Linked DNA regions of Gossypium hirsutum: region 2 is linked to region 1. A link is a contact called in public Hi-C data. All regions are on one chromosome and are shown on one strand. Each heading gives the region's core, a stretch centred on a gene start, on an enhancer-like site or on the middle of the called end of the contact. The rest is flanking DNA. Distances are from core to core; before and after follow the strand shown. Region 1 has its middle 34 kb from the start of LOC107912927. Region 2 holds the start of LOC107912928 (E3 ubiquitin-protein ligase DA2L).

What was found. Hi-C and Micro-C count contacts between places; a contact is called where the count stands out from the background.
Region 2: a Hi-C map of leaf shows a contact between it and region 1, with 1.6 times the contacts expected there. The contact joins the promoter of LOC107912928 here to the enhancer-like site in region 1. A contact is called at or near these places in 6 of 34 Hi-C or Micro-C datasets (anther, callus and leaf).

What each region holds. Positions count from the first base shown.
Region 1 is chrA13:98,594,515-98,600,481 of Gossypium_hirsutum_v2.1, reverse strand. No RefSeq gene overlaps it. Among protein-coding and RNA genes, the nearest start is that of LOC107912927, 34 kb to the left of the region's middle. Within about 2 kb of position 3,356, at least 5 of the 9 cell types and tissues checked have an H3K27ac peak or open chromatin away from gene starts, as enhancers often do. A contact at or near this core is called in leaf, where this site is marked.
Region 2 is chrA13:98,636,903-98,642,965 of Gossypium_hirsutum_v2.1, reverse strand. LOC107912928 (E3 ubiquitin-protein ligase DA2L) reads left to right here and starts at 1,421. Exons shown (of 10, transcript XM_016841318.2): 1 at 1,421-1,661; 2 at 1,864-1,922; 3 at 2,065-2,560; 4 at 2,854-2,905; 5 at 2,984-3,029; 6 at 3,128-3,209; 7 at 3,318-3,462; 8 at 3,571-3,661; 9 at 4,730-4,796; 10 at 5,192-6,037. The coding sequence starts at 2,369. The coding sequence ends at 5,788.

The sequences.
Region 1 (5,967 bases), core at 2,107-4,606:
ATTTTCAAGCTTGGTGCAGCAGTGATCAACTCTTCGATCGAAGGTCCATCCGTGGTTCGATTGAGCTGATTTTTGGACAGCAGCTAGGCGATAAGGTGTTCTTGACTTTGTACGGTCGGATTTTTCATCCGAGTCTTGTAGCGTCGGAAATACCCATTTTCAGCAGCTACGTTTTTGGTGATGTTCTCTCATTTTTCTCTCTTTTGCTAAAGATTACATGTTGTTAGCCTTGTCGGAGTTGAATGCTTGTTGTAGGCTTGATATTGTGATCTTGTAGTTGAACATTTGATGATAGTGGAGCTCTTTATCGGACTCTAAAGTCCCGTGGTTTTTTACCCTTGATTTAAAGGGGTTTTCCACGTAAAAATATCGGTGTCTCTATTTATTTTTGTTGTGGTTGCATTAGTTGATTTGTGGTTGATTAAGGTTGCTAGAGAACATATCTTGTGCTATTGTGCTTGCCATAATTTTTACAGGAGTTATAAGGAGAGAAAGAACACCGGTTGTGCTTTCGCTTTGTTTCGGTTGTTCGGTTTCTTCCCAACAATAGTAATGGGTTTTATGGTGGAAGGGAAAAGAGAAGTTGAGATGCCCATTGCCCAGCAACATGTACTTACAACAATTATACACCAAACTGTTGATAACACATGCTCTCATTATTTTTAAAGCCGACTTTGTACTTGTGAACCCCTTCCATTCATACATATCCACAAAACCTGATAAGCTAGAATCTTACTTCTGTTTACTATCAATTTAATTTTTTATGTTAATTACATGTTTAAATCATTTAATAATAAATAGAGATGACATTTTATGATAGCTTTGATGCTGGCTTTATTGGAATTATTTACTTTTTGCTTTTTTATTTTTCATTTTTAAAGGCGAAAAAAATGTTGTTCCAATCCAGATCTGATTGAGTTTTTTTTTGGTTAAAAAAAAAGTACGCATAGGCCTAAATGCTAATTGAGCACAGTTGTGTTACTGAGACCACAATCTATATATCTGATTCAAGTTTTGTGGAACTTCGGAGCTCAAAAGACATATCTATCGCTACTTTTGTTAACTAATTTGTATATTGATTTCCTTCTTCAAACACGTGCTTAATCACTACCTCCCAATTTTTACACTTGAGCTGCATGCCACAACACTCACACCACCTTAGTATGTTGTAACAAAGGGAAAATAACCTTATGAAATCCATAATCCAAAGCCAAAGGTTAACCTTCATACGCACCCCACAATTCAGTTTGAACAACAGACGGGCAACCCGTGGTACGCCAGAACCCCTTGATCCACTTGCCCTCACTGTCCTGCACCAACCCACCCCCATAACAAAGACAATTGAAAATATTATTTTGTAGAATAAAAATTAAAAACACATATTTACCTTTCTTTTTAAGTATAAAAATATTAAAAGATTCAATCTTAATTTAGTGAACACATTATTATTACAATAATGAGGATGACTTAAATGTGTTTTTTTTTCTTCCCTTCGATTTAAAAGTTTGAGAGATCATAAATAGAAATAAACGTATTGTATAGACAAATATAAAAAAAATAATTCAAAAAAGAATTTGAATCTTATTATCTCTATCTAATAAATTGGATAGTAATCTAGTTATTGGACAAATACATGTTAACTTTTGTTTGGTTAAAATTAAGATATCTACTATTAATAATAGTGATTATTTTAATAACTAATCTTTTGTTTTGGATACCCTTTGAAGAGATAAATAATTGGTCGTATTTATAAAATATGCTTGATTTTCATGAGTGAAACTAAAAATTGCATGACATATACATATTTTGTTAAATTAGAAGGTAGACGAAATGATATCTTAAAATGGAATTGGAACTCAATTGAATTAATTATTATTAAAAAATAAACAACAACAGAAACTTAAAAAAACAATGTATTAAATATAATAAAACAAGGATGAATAAGGAAAGGATAAACATAAACATAATCTTTAATGATTCCACCCACACTAATCGATGTTAACAAAAAAATAATATGCCACAGCATGTGGTAATTGATTTATAAGAAACATATTGTATAAATTTGAAATTTAAAAAGATTGAATGTCAAGTGGAAGTAGAAACGTAGAAGATTTTATATGTGGGTCAAAAATACTTGTAACCTTTGTTGTCATAAAAAAACAACAATAAAATGACGGGAAGAAAAAGGTAAAGAAAGAAAGGTAATCAATGATCATAGTTAGACCATTGAGTCACACTCAATAGATTTTTCTTTTCTTGTGTGTGAATTATTTATTAAAATGAACATCCTAGGTGGAAGATAAGGAAAGACCCACTTCTTAACTTCAATTCTATAAAAAAACATCAAAGATTCCTTTTTTTTTTTTTTGGAAAAATACTGTGAGTCGGCATTTTTATTAATTAAAAATGTGAGCTCGAAAATTGGAAGGAAATCACACGTGGTAGAAGAGCAGCCTCCACTTGAACAGTTGGATTTGAACGCGTGGATGCGTGGGAACGCCTCTTTCCTTATCAGATTACGTGGCCTTCTCTCATTCGTAGCTTTCGCTGTCCCTCCCATTATTGTTTCTTCACATCATTTTCCTCTAAATTCTTTACTTTCATTCACTTAACTAATAATTGTGAAAAAAAGGAAAAACCCAGATTCATCGCATTCTTTGAATAATTTATGTCCGTTCAATTCTTTTTTTCTTTTATTTATTTACTTACTTTATTTCTCAATTCCATTTAATATATATTTATCTTTGAAAATGGTCAGTAGAATCATGTCTTAATAACAAGGTAAAATTAAAAAAAAAACGTGATTTAAAAAAAAAATTAAAAATCTAGATCGATTTTAGAGAGAGATCTATTTTCTTAAATATCAGAAAAATTATTCTATTCCCTGTTATCTTTCAAAATAGACATATATTACTATTTCTTTATTACAAAAAAGTAATTATTTTAAAAAAAAATTGCAATCTAAACCTAATTCAATTAGATAATTGATGGATTATTGAAGAGTTGAATAATTTATTCACTGTTTAAGTTAAAGAATTAAATTAATCCAAAAGTCGGCTAGACGGAATATGATTCCTCCTTCTGTTTTGATGCCTCAATCCTCAACCAATATATGACCTTTTTTATATTACTAAAAAAGCTAAAGGTTTGACGGTTTTTATAGTATATTTTTTTTACAATAATAGTAATTAAATTGTTGCAATGAATCGAATTCTGTAAAATTTTGAGAATATTTTTATTAACTTTTTTTTCTAGATAATATTTGCAAATTTTATCTAATTAAGCCTTGGCTTGATGATAAGGTTGAGATTTGCACAAGAGAGGATGGGGCAGATTGACCCAATCACCAAGACTCGTCCCTTTCTTCAACTGCTTAACCAGCCAATCTGTTGCCATATTAGCTTCCTAGACACTTTGTTAACAAATAAGAGAATCAATTTTTTACTCATCATCTTAATATCTTGCATATAACTAAAAATTCTTAAATTCCTGGAATCATTATTCAACGAAAATTCTTACTCATAGTAAGTTGAACTTTTTTCATGGCTTTTGCGGCAATTTCCAAAGCCGAGCCTACCCTAGACATTTCAACATTTCCATTCCTAGCTACCACAGCAAAACCATCAACCTTATCTTTATTAACTGTAAGAATCGAACAACAGCAAGAATAGCAAGAGAAAGCAAAAATGTCTACTTACTTTTATGGAGAAAGAACTCTAACAATCTGTAAGGACCGAGCCCTATTATTTATACAAGACGAGCTATGTTGCGTGTGAAATGATATGCAATTTGTGCAAGTATACACATCGGTTCAAGTAATAAAGTAATGAGTGAGTATCGTTCCCACGAGGATCGAATTGAGGCACAAAAGTAGTCAAGTTATTATAATAAAATGCGATTAATGCTATGGCAAAAGTCAATGATAAATATGAACTGACAATTAGTGGAGTAATGATGTAAGCAATATGTGGTATTAATGAATAACTAGAAATGCTATGGCAAAAGTGAAAGCAGAAATGTAATGGTAATAACAAGAGTGATTATCCAAATAGACTGTAAATAAAGAAATAGACAACTAAATATGTTGTGACAAAGACACTACGAAAAAGAACAAGGATAGAGTGATGTTAATTTGGAAGGTCAGGATTACCCAGAATCGACCCTTACTATCAATAATGCCTTGGCAAAATTGAATCTACTTTACTGCACAAAAGAGTTCTAAAATGGTCTGCCTCTTGTGAAAAGTTACATTGCCCGTGTCTAAAGGCTTTTTAGATATCTTGCATGGGTTCCTTCTGTATGATCGTGACTCTATGTCTAGAGTCGACTACAAGTGTCGATCAAATACTTGCTCATTTTATTTAATTTTAATCCAACCAATCCAATCAGTTCGGAATTAGAATCAGTTTTTAGTATGCAAACAACTTTCTATGTCTAGAGATCGTTGCATTCTAACTAAGAAATAGGAACAATCAAATGAAATATTAAAGTAAATTAGATAAATACTGCATCCATAAAAACAGTTAAGCCCAACCCTATGAGATTTAGCTCATGGGCTGAAAAATAAAATTTCAAACCAAAATATTATCTGCCATTGCGTTCTACTACTTCAATTCAATCTTGTGAATAAAATAACGGAAGAACTTCAGGAAGCAACTTTCACTTGCCCAGTCTACACTTTGGCAGCACAACATCCTATGATGGCTAAAAAGGACTGCCTTCGACTTATTGTGCTTTGCGCAGTCGAACCCTTATTTGTGCCAAGGATTTCTCTCACTCTTTCTTCGATGTCGTTTGTGAGGTCCCCTTTATTGGTTTTTATAGATAGATTAGGCTAAGGTCAGCTGCGCGAAAAATGTTGACTTGGTCTTCCCGGCATTGCCATGACATCTGTGCTGGCAAACTGTAGCACTTTGCCCTGACAAAACTTCACTCATTTGTTTCTTCATCCCAAAACCTGTTCCTGCCACACTAACACAAAAAACTCCATCACAAGCGATTAAAACACCTAATTCCAACACAATCCAAGTCCTAATGCAATATTAAAAATGCTAACTAAAATGTCCTAAAATGCAACAAATTGTACTTAAGTACAATCAATTACCTAGGTCTAAAAGCATGAAATATAACTATTTTCAAGAGTTATTAAGCTACTAGATCAGTTAGGATTTCAGTGCTAACAAAAAATCCTAACTGATTTTTAACTGTCTACTAGCTGAAACTGAAAATGGTTACAAAAGTTAACTAAATTACCTAACTAACTGATCTTAACTAACACTTAATTACAATCTACAATAGATGAACTAGCTACACATTGCTAACACAACTGCTATCAACTCATTAGTCTCATTCCTTAATATTCCCTAGCTTGGTTGCTCCTGTCAGCTTTTGTTGTGTAATTGCTCATTCCTGCTAACAACTTGAAGCATGGCCCTGAACTTGGTGAAGAATTCAACTGAAAAAAGGCTTGATAAGAACATCTGCTACTTGGTCTTGAATGAGAACATGTCCAACTAACAAAGTTCCAACTGCTACTTTTTCTCAAACAAAGAAAAAATCTAGCTCAACATGTTTGAACTTAGAAAGTAAAATTAGATTTGTTGAGACAACTACAACTTTTGAATTATCACACTATACAACTACTCTGCTTGTGACTTTAACTTGCAACTCTACTAACAAGGACTGCAACTATGTAAATTTCCTAGTGGCATGGGCTAAACTCCTATACTCAGCCTTAGCAATGGATTTAGAAACCACTTGTTGCTTCCTAAAGCTCAACGAAACTGGATCACTTCCTAATAAAACATAAAACATTGGGGTAAACCTCCTATCATATTGATCATTACCCCAGTTAACATCTGAGTAACCCTTCAAAGACAATTGAAAGACTGTAGTGAACTTTATGCCATGTTCCAAAGTATCGTGCAAGTACCTTAAAATAATTTTTACAACTTTGAAGTGTTGATC
Region 2 (6,063 bases), core at 172-2,671, 44 kb before region 1:
TTATAATTAATGACTTAAAAACACTCTTTAAAATTAGTAGCTAATCCTTTTTTATAATAAAAAAAATAGCTAATTCTTAAGATAAAAAATTAGATATACTCCAAAAGGAAAAATATAAAATAATTAAAAAATGAAAACATATAATACAAAAGATAAAGAAGGGAGAAGGCGATTGAAAAAGACGCGCGGGTAAGAGGGGGAGAGAAGTAAACAGTAAACTAAATTGGAGTGGTGTTGATTTGATCCTTTCCTCCTTTACTACTCCACCCTTTCCTTCTTTAATTCTCAAACTTAATCATCCCTTTCTTTTCTTTTCTTTTTTTTTTTCAAATTTAAATACATTTTTCTTCCAAATTAATCACTAATAAGTAGTTTTTTTTAAATAAATAATCCCCTTATAACAAGTTTTTTAATATTTCTTATGTATGTAGTAGTAATTTTACAAATAAATTTAAGGATGATTTTGTTGTTGTTTTGATGAATGCTCAATTTTTTTTATTAATTTTTACTCCGCGCTTTGGACCATCTGGACCTGATTTCCTTATTGTATTAAGTGCTTGCAATCACTCTAAATATGTTGTATATGAGTTGTAACAAGGTCAATTGTCAATGTATCATAATAATTTAAATATTATCCTTCAATAGATGACAAATATTTACTATTTTTTCTCTGAATTGTATGATTTCACTCATTAATGAATTAATGAATTAATTTTTCAAATAAATAAATAAATAATTAACCATAAAATATGTCGTATTTACAAAAATCAAATAGATCCCATGTCACACATTATAATTAAATAAAAAAATTACATTCATCACATAAAAATCCGATAGAATATTCAATATACTTATTCATTTTCATATAATTAACAAAAACTTGGATGATTTAGTGAATTAATAAAAAGAATAGATTAATTAATTTCAATTATCCCTTCGTTCCTTTCATTTTTTTAAAAAAAAATGTAATTTGTATGCATTCTTTCAGAAAAGTAGTTTAAAAGTTTTCCATGATAAATTAATTCAAATGAAAAGAAAAATGATCATTCACTTGGATTTGTATAATATTTTCATTTTAAAAAATAATTCAACAACTTAAATATTAATAAATAAAAAAGTAAAAAACTTAATGACTTTAATTTGTAAAAATTGAAAAATAAGAAAACCAAATATCATTAAATTGCTAAGACGTTAAAGAATTCAAATTCATACTAAAATAAAATAAATAAAAATAGAGAGTAATATACTAAAATTTTAAGTAGAAAATTTAAAATTAACAATTAACAATTAGAGCAATAAATAATATTGCAGTTATAGAAAACATCACTACAGTATTTTTTTTCTTTTTTGTAAAATAAAAATAATAACATTTTCTCGTATTTTGTTTGTCTTTATATCTACGAGTCTCCATCCAAACGCCGAAAGAAACCAAAAAATGAATAAGAAAAAAGAACAAATACGTGTATGCGAATTTTTATTTATGAAATAATATAAACAATTTACAACAAGAAATAAAAATAAAATTTCTTTCTTTCTTTCTTTTTCTGAGAGAAAGTTGAGATTGTGTTTCCATTCTCCTTGCCAAAGTCTTTCCCTTTCTTTCCTTTTCTTTCTTTTAAGCCCCTAAACTCGCTTCCGCCAATTCCCTTTCAGGTTTCAAGGTCAGTTTCTTTCTTCTCTCAATTTGCCCATAATTTAGTAAAGTTCTGTTTTTTCTTTTCGTTTGCTTCGATTTTCTTCTGTTCAAAAGCTTTGTCTTTTGGTTCGAATTTGTATTTTTCCTTGTAAGTGAATCTGTTTTTGCAATGATTTTACTTTGTTCTTTTTAGTCTTAATGTTTTTCTTTCTTTGGTTTAATTATAGGTATGGCCATGTTTCGGGAAGGATTACACTGGCCAATTCAGCTGTGAAAGTTGGACTTGGTAAGTTAAATTTCCTTTTGTAATTCAGAACTTAGCGTTTTCTTTTTAATCAAATTTTGGTTTCTATATTACATTTTGAAGCATGTTTAACTATTAATATATATGTTTAATTTCAAGGTTTTTTTTTTTATTGCACTTGCAGGATTCATGGGGCATGATTTTAGATAATGAACTATTGTTTGTTTGGATTAGAATTCAGTTTTAATGTAGTGTGTGTGTTTGATTATGTTGTAAAACTACGAATTATGGTTGTAGATTCTACGTGATTATTTGTTCATAATTGGTAATTTTTAGTAAACCAATTTACCAAAAACCAAATTTGCAGCTATTTTGATTGGTTTTTGTCTTGAAGAATTTGAAAAATAATCAAATATTGGGTCGAATTAGAGGAAGAAGAAGAAGGAAAGAGAACAGTTAGGGGATACAGTTTTGGGATATTCTTTTTGATGGGTAATAAGTTGGGAAGGCGGAGGCAAGTCGTCGATGAGAAGTATACACGCCCACAAGGGTTGTATGTTCATAAAGATGTGGATATTAAGAAACTAAGAAAGCTGATACTTGAATCGAAGCTTGCTCCTTGCTATCCTGGCGATGAAGAATGCTGTTCTGATCTTGAAGAATGCCCAATTTGCTTTTTGGTTTGTATTTATCTCATTGGCTTTCTTCTTATGCTTGCTAATTGCTATCCAATTGTAAATATCATGCTCTTTTTATCCTTTTGCTTTATCAGTCACTGCTTAGAATGAGCCCTTGTTTACTGGTTTTTATTGAATGTTAATTCATGTGTGGTTAGCTTTTAAAATTAGTTGCAGTTGAATATGAGTATGGTTTTCCTTTTTCCTTTTGTATTTTAGTATTATCTGTGGTTAGCTTTTAAAATTAGTTGCAGTTGAATATGAATATGATTTTCTTTTTTCCTTTTGTATTTTAGTATTATCCAAGTCTCAACAGATCAAGATGTTGTATGAAAAGTATCTGTACAGGTAAGCTATCTTTGGATTTTCTAAATGCTACTGATATTGCTAGTTACATGCAATGTTGACACATCTTATTTGCACCAGAGTGTTTTCTGCAGATGAAGAATCCTAATTCAACCCGTCCTACCCAGTATCCTTCACATCAATGAAATTGACTGTAGAAATTTTCAAATTGATTAGCTGTGTGTATACTTGTACTCCAATGTTTACATTCCTTGACGTTTTGAGGTGTCCTTTCTGCAAAACCTCAAATTATGCTGTCGAGTATCGAGGTGTGAAAACAAAAGAGGAAAAAGGGATAGAGCAAATTGTAAGCTCACACCTCTTTCCAAAGCAAAAAAGAGATGGTGTAATTCCTATGATAATCGCTGGATACAAAATGAGTTTAATATTGGGTTTTGCTATTTAAATTTTGCAGGAAGAACAGCGTGTCATAGAAGCACAAATTAGAATGAGGCAGCAGGAACTTCAGGATGACGAAGAGAGAATGCTGAAAAGACAAGACTTGAGTTCTTCAAGCACTGCGGTTGCACCAGGAGAAGTTCAGTACAACTCAATTGCAGGTGTCAATTTATTGTTATTCTGGTTTTTCTTGCATATTCGTTCTTCACTTCCTTTGACATTGTTCTGTCTTGAAATTTTATTCCTTCCTTTTCTCTCGTTATTTGCAGATAGATCCCCCAGGGAGGAGGAAATATTTTCTTCTCAAGATTCACAGGCTGCCTTGATGATTGGACAACGCTCGCATCCTAGGGTTAACAGGTAGGCAAACTTTTAGGTAACTTTGTGTCCTTGCATAGGATTTACTCTTCATATGTTAAGAGGGGGAAAAGTGCATGGATCACGGTTGCTAGTTTGTATTGCAATCACAGAACTCATGTTGTAAGACAGGTCCATGTGTTTACTTTCAACTTTTGTGAGGTGAGATTTATTTCACCATTCACTAGTGTTTTTGAGATCAGATTCATTTCATTATATTTGTTATGTACATGGAAAACGAGATAATGGATGAGTATCTAAAGGAATGGGGGACACGCGTAAGAGATTAGATTGAGGGGGATGAAATGTGACTACAACATTTAAAGAGGTGACCTACAAATTCCTTCAGGGAAACATCTGATTTAATGGAGATGATCTTGTGAATGGACAAAGTTCAAAGAGGATATGGATGAAAACTATAAAAACAGACCTTAATTTACTGTGACTAGTAACTCATTTTAATTAGAGTTCAGTGGCACAAGATGTTCCATATATCTAGCTCTACATACAGGGAAATGACTAATTTGTTTATTTTTTCTGTTGCACTTTTTGTGGGGAGAGGAAAAGCTGATAATCTATCTTAGATGGCTAAGTGGTCAGTGGATGCACTGTATGTTCTTGAGTTGTACAAAGAATGATGTAAATCCTCCCTCACTGGAAGTTCTGTTATCTACAAAAATTAGGGTACATGTCAGTGAACGTCTGCTTCCTTTGTTTTTGAATGAGAAAGGAAAAGCCAGAAAGTATGTTCAGAAGATGCTCCTAAAGTTTCTGTTGGTGTAAGGATGATGCCAACCATTTGAAGTTGGTTTAATTACCATCCTGTTTTCTATGAAAGGGTTATGCCAAAATTAAAAAAAGTAATGTAAAATACCTTATTGGTTGCATTATGTTCTGGTGAATTTATATCTTATTTGCTTTTGAATGAAAAAGATGATGCAGTATTTTGTTTTCCACTTCACTAGTAGTCAAGTACTATTCTCTCTCTGGCCTAAGCATGGCTGGCTATACTTTGTTTATCTTGTGTTCCAGAAGGAATGAATTTTCTTTCATCAAATGCTTAAATTGCAGGGATGACGACTTTGACATAGATCTTGAGGAGATAATGGTCATGGAAGCAGTTTGGCAGTCGATTCAGGTATATTTTTCAAAATTTGATGAGATTTATGTATGAAACTAATTGCAGAATTTAAGTATTTAGCTCCTGTCAGTTTAATCAAAGTGTTTTTGCCTATAGTTATTTGGTTAGAAACTGGTTCCAGTTTAAGATGCTGGACAGAAAACTTTGTTGTTCATATAGCACCCAACTGTATATTGAACTAGTGTATTTTGGATGGCAAGAACTTCATGTGAATTTATTTAATAGGGAAAAAAAAATAAACGAGGAAAACTTGCAACTTGTAATTTTAAAATGTTTGTAATGTCATCTTGTTATTTGTGTAGGATCTTCATTTCTACGTGACTACGTTATGCACAGACTTTTGATTGATTTCTTATCTCTGACTGTTGATTCTTTGAATTGAACTGATACAGGAAAACAGCAGACAGAGAAATCTTAACAATGTAGGTGCTGCTTCTTCAGTGCATTATGTTTCAGGAGATGGATATGTATTACCATCCACGACCACGGTCACGGGCTCATCATCATCTCCTTCTGGTGGACTTGCTTGTGCAATAGCTGCCCTTGCTGAGCGTCAGCAGATGGGTGGAGAATCTTCCCTTAACCATGATGGGAGTATGCAAGCATTTGATATGCTTCCCAGCAGCAGCAGCAGCAGGAGATTTTATAATAATAGGTTGCACCAAGTTGGTGAGAACTATCCTCCTGCAGAGAGTCCAGTTGGTGATGGTGGGATGACACCAGGAAGTGATGAAGGGAAATGGGGCATAAATCATGAGTTAGAGGTGGCCGAAGCAGGGACTAGCTATGCAAGCTCTGATGTGACAGAAGATAGCGGTGGGATCTCTGCAATACCTCAACAAGATGAAATTAGAGGCAGCTTTCAGAGTGTGGGTGGACCTGGTCCCATGGTTCCAGAAAGTTACGAGGAGCAGATGATGCTGGCAATGGCTGTATCTCTGGCAGAAGCTAGAGCCATGACGAGTGGCCCTGGACTTTCATGGCAATAGTTTTATGGCCAGGCCTCCATGATCGACTTTCTCCAACAGATGATGGATGACACTGGCCGTGGCTGTTAACTTGCTGAGTCCTGACTCTCGAGCTCTGTGATTGTTAAAGCTAGTGATGATCATCCTTTCTCTTCCTCGCACTATTTTCACCCCCACATATATTTTATATATAGATATGAGCAAAGTAAACAGATCATTGTAACAAATGAAAGGAAGGTAGTTTGTTTATCCTATTCATAATGTTTTGGATCTCCTTTGCCAGATTGATTTCGTTT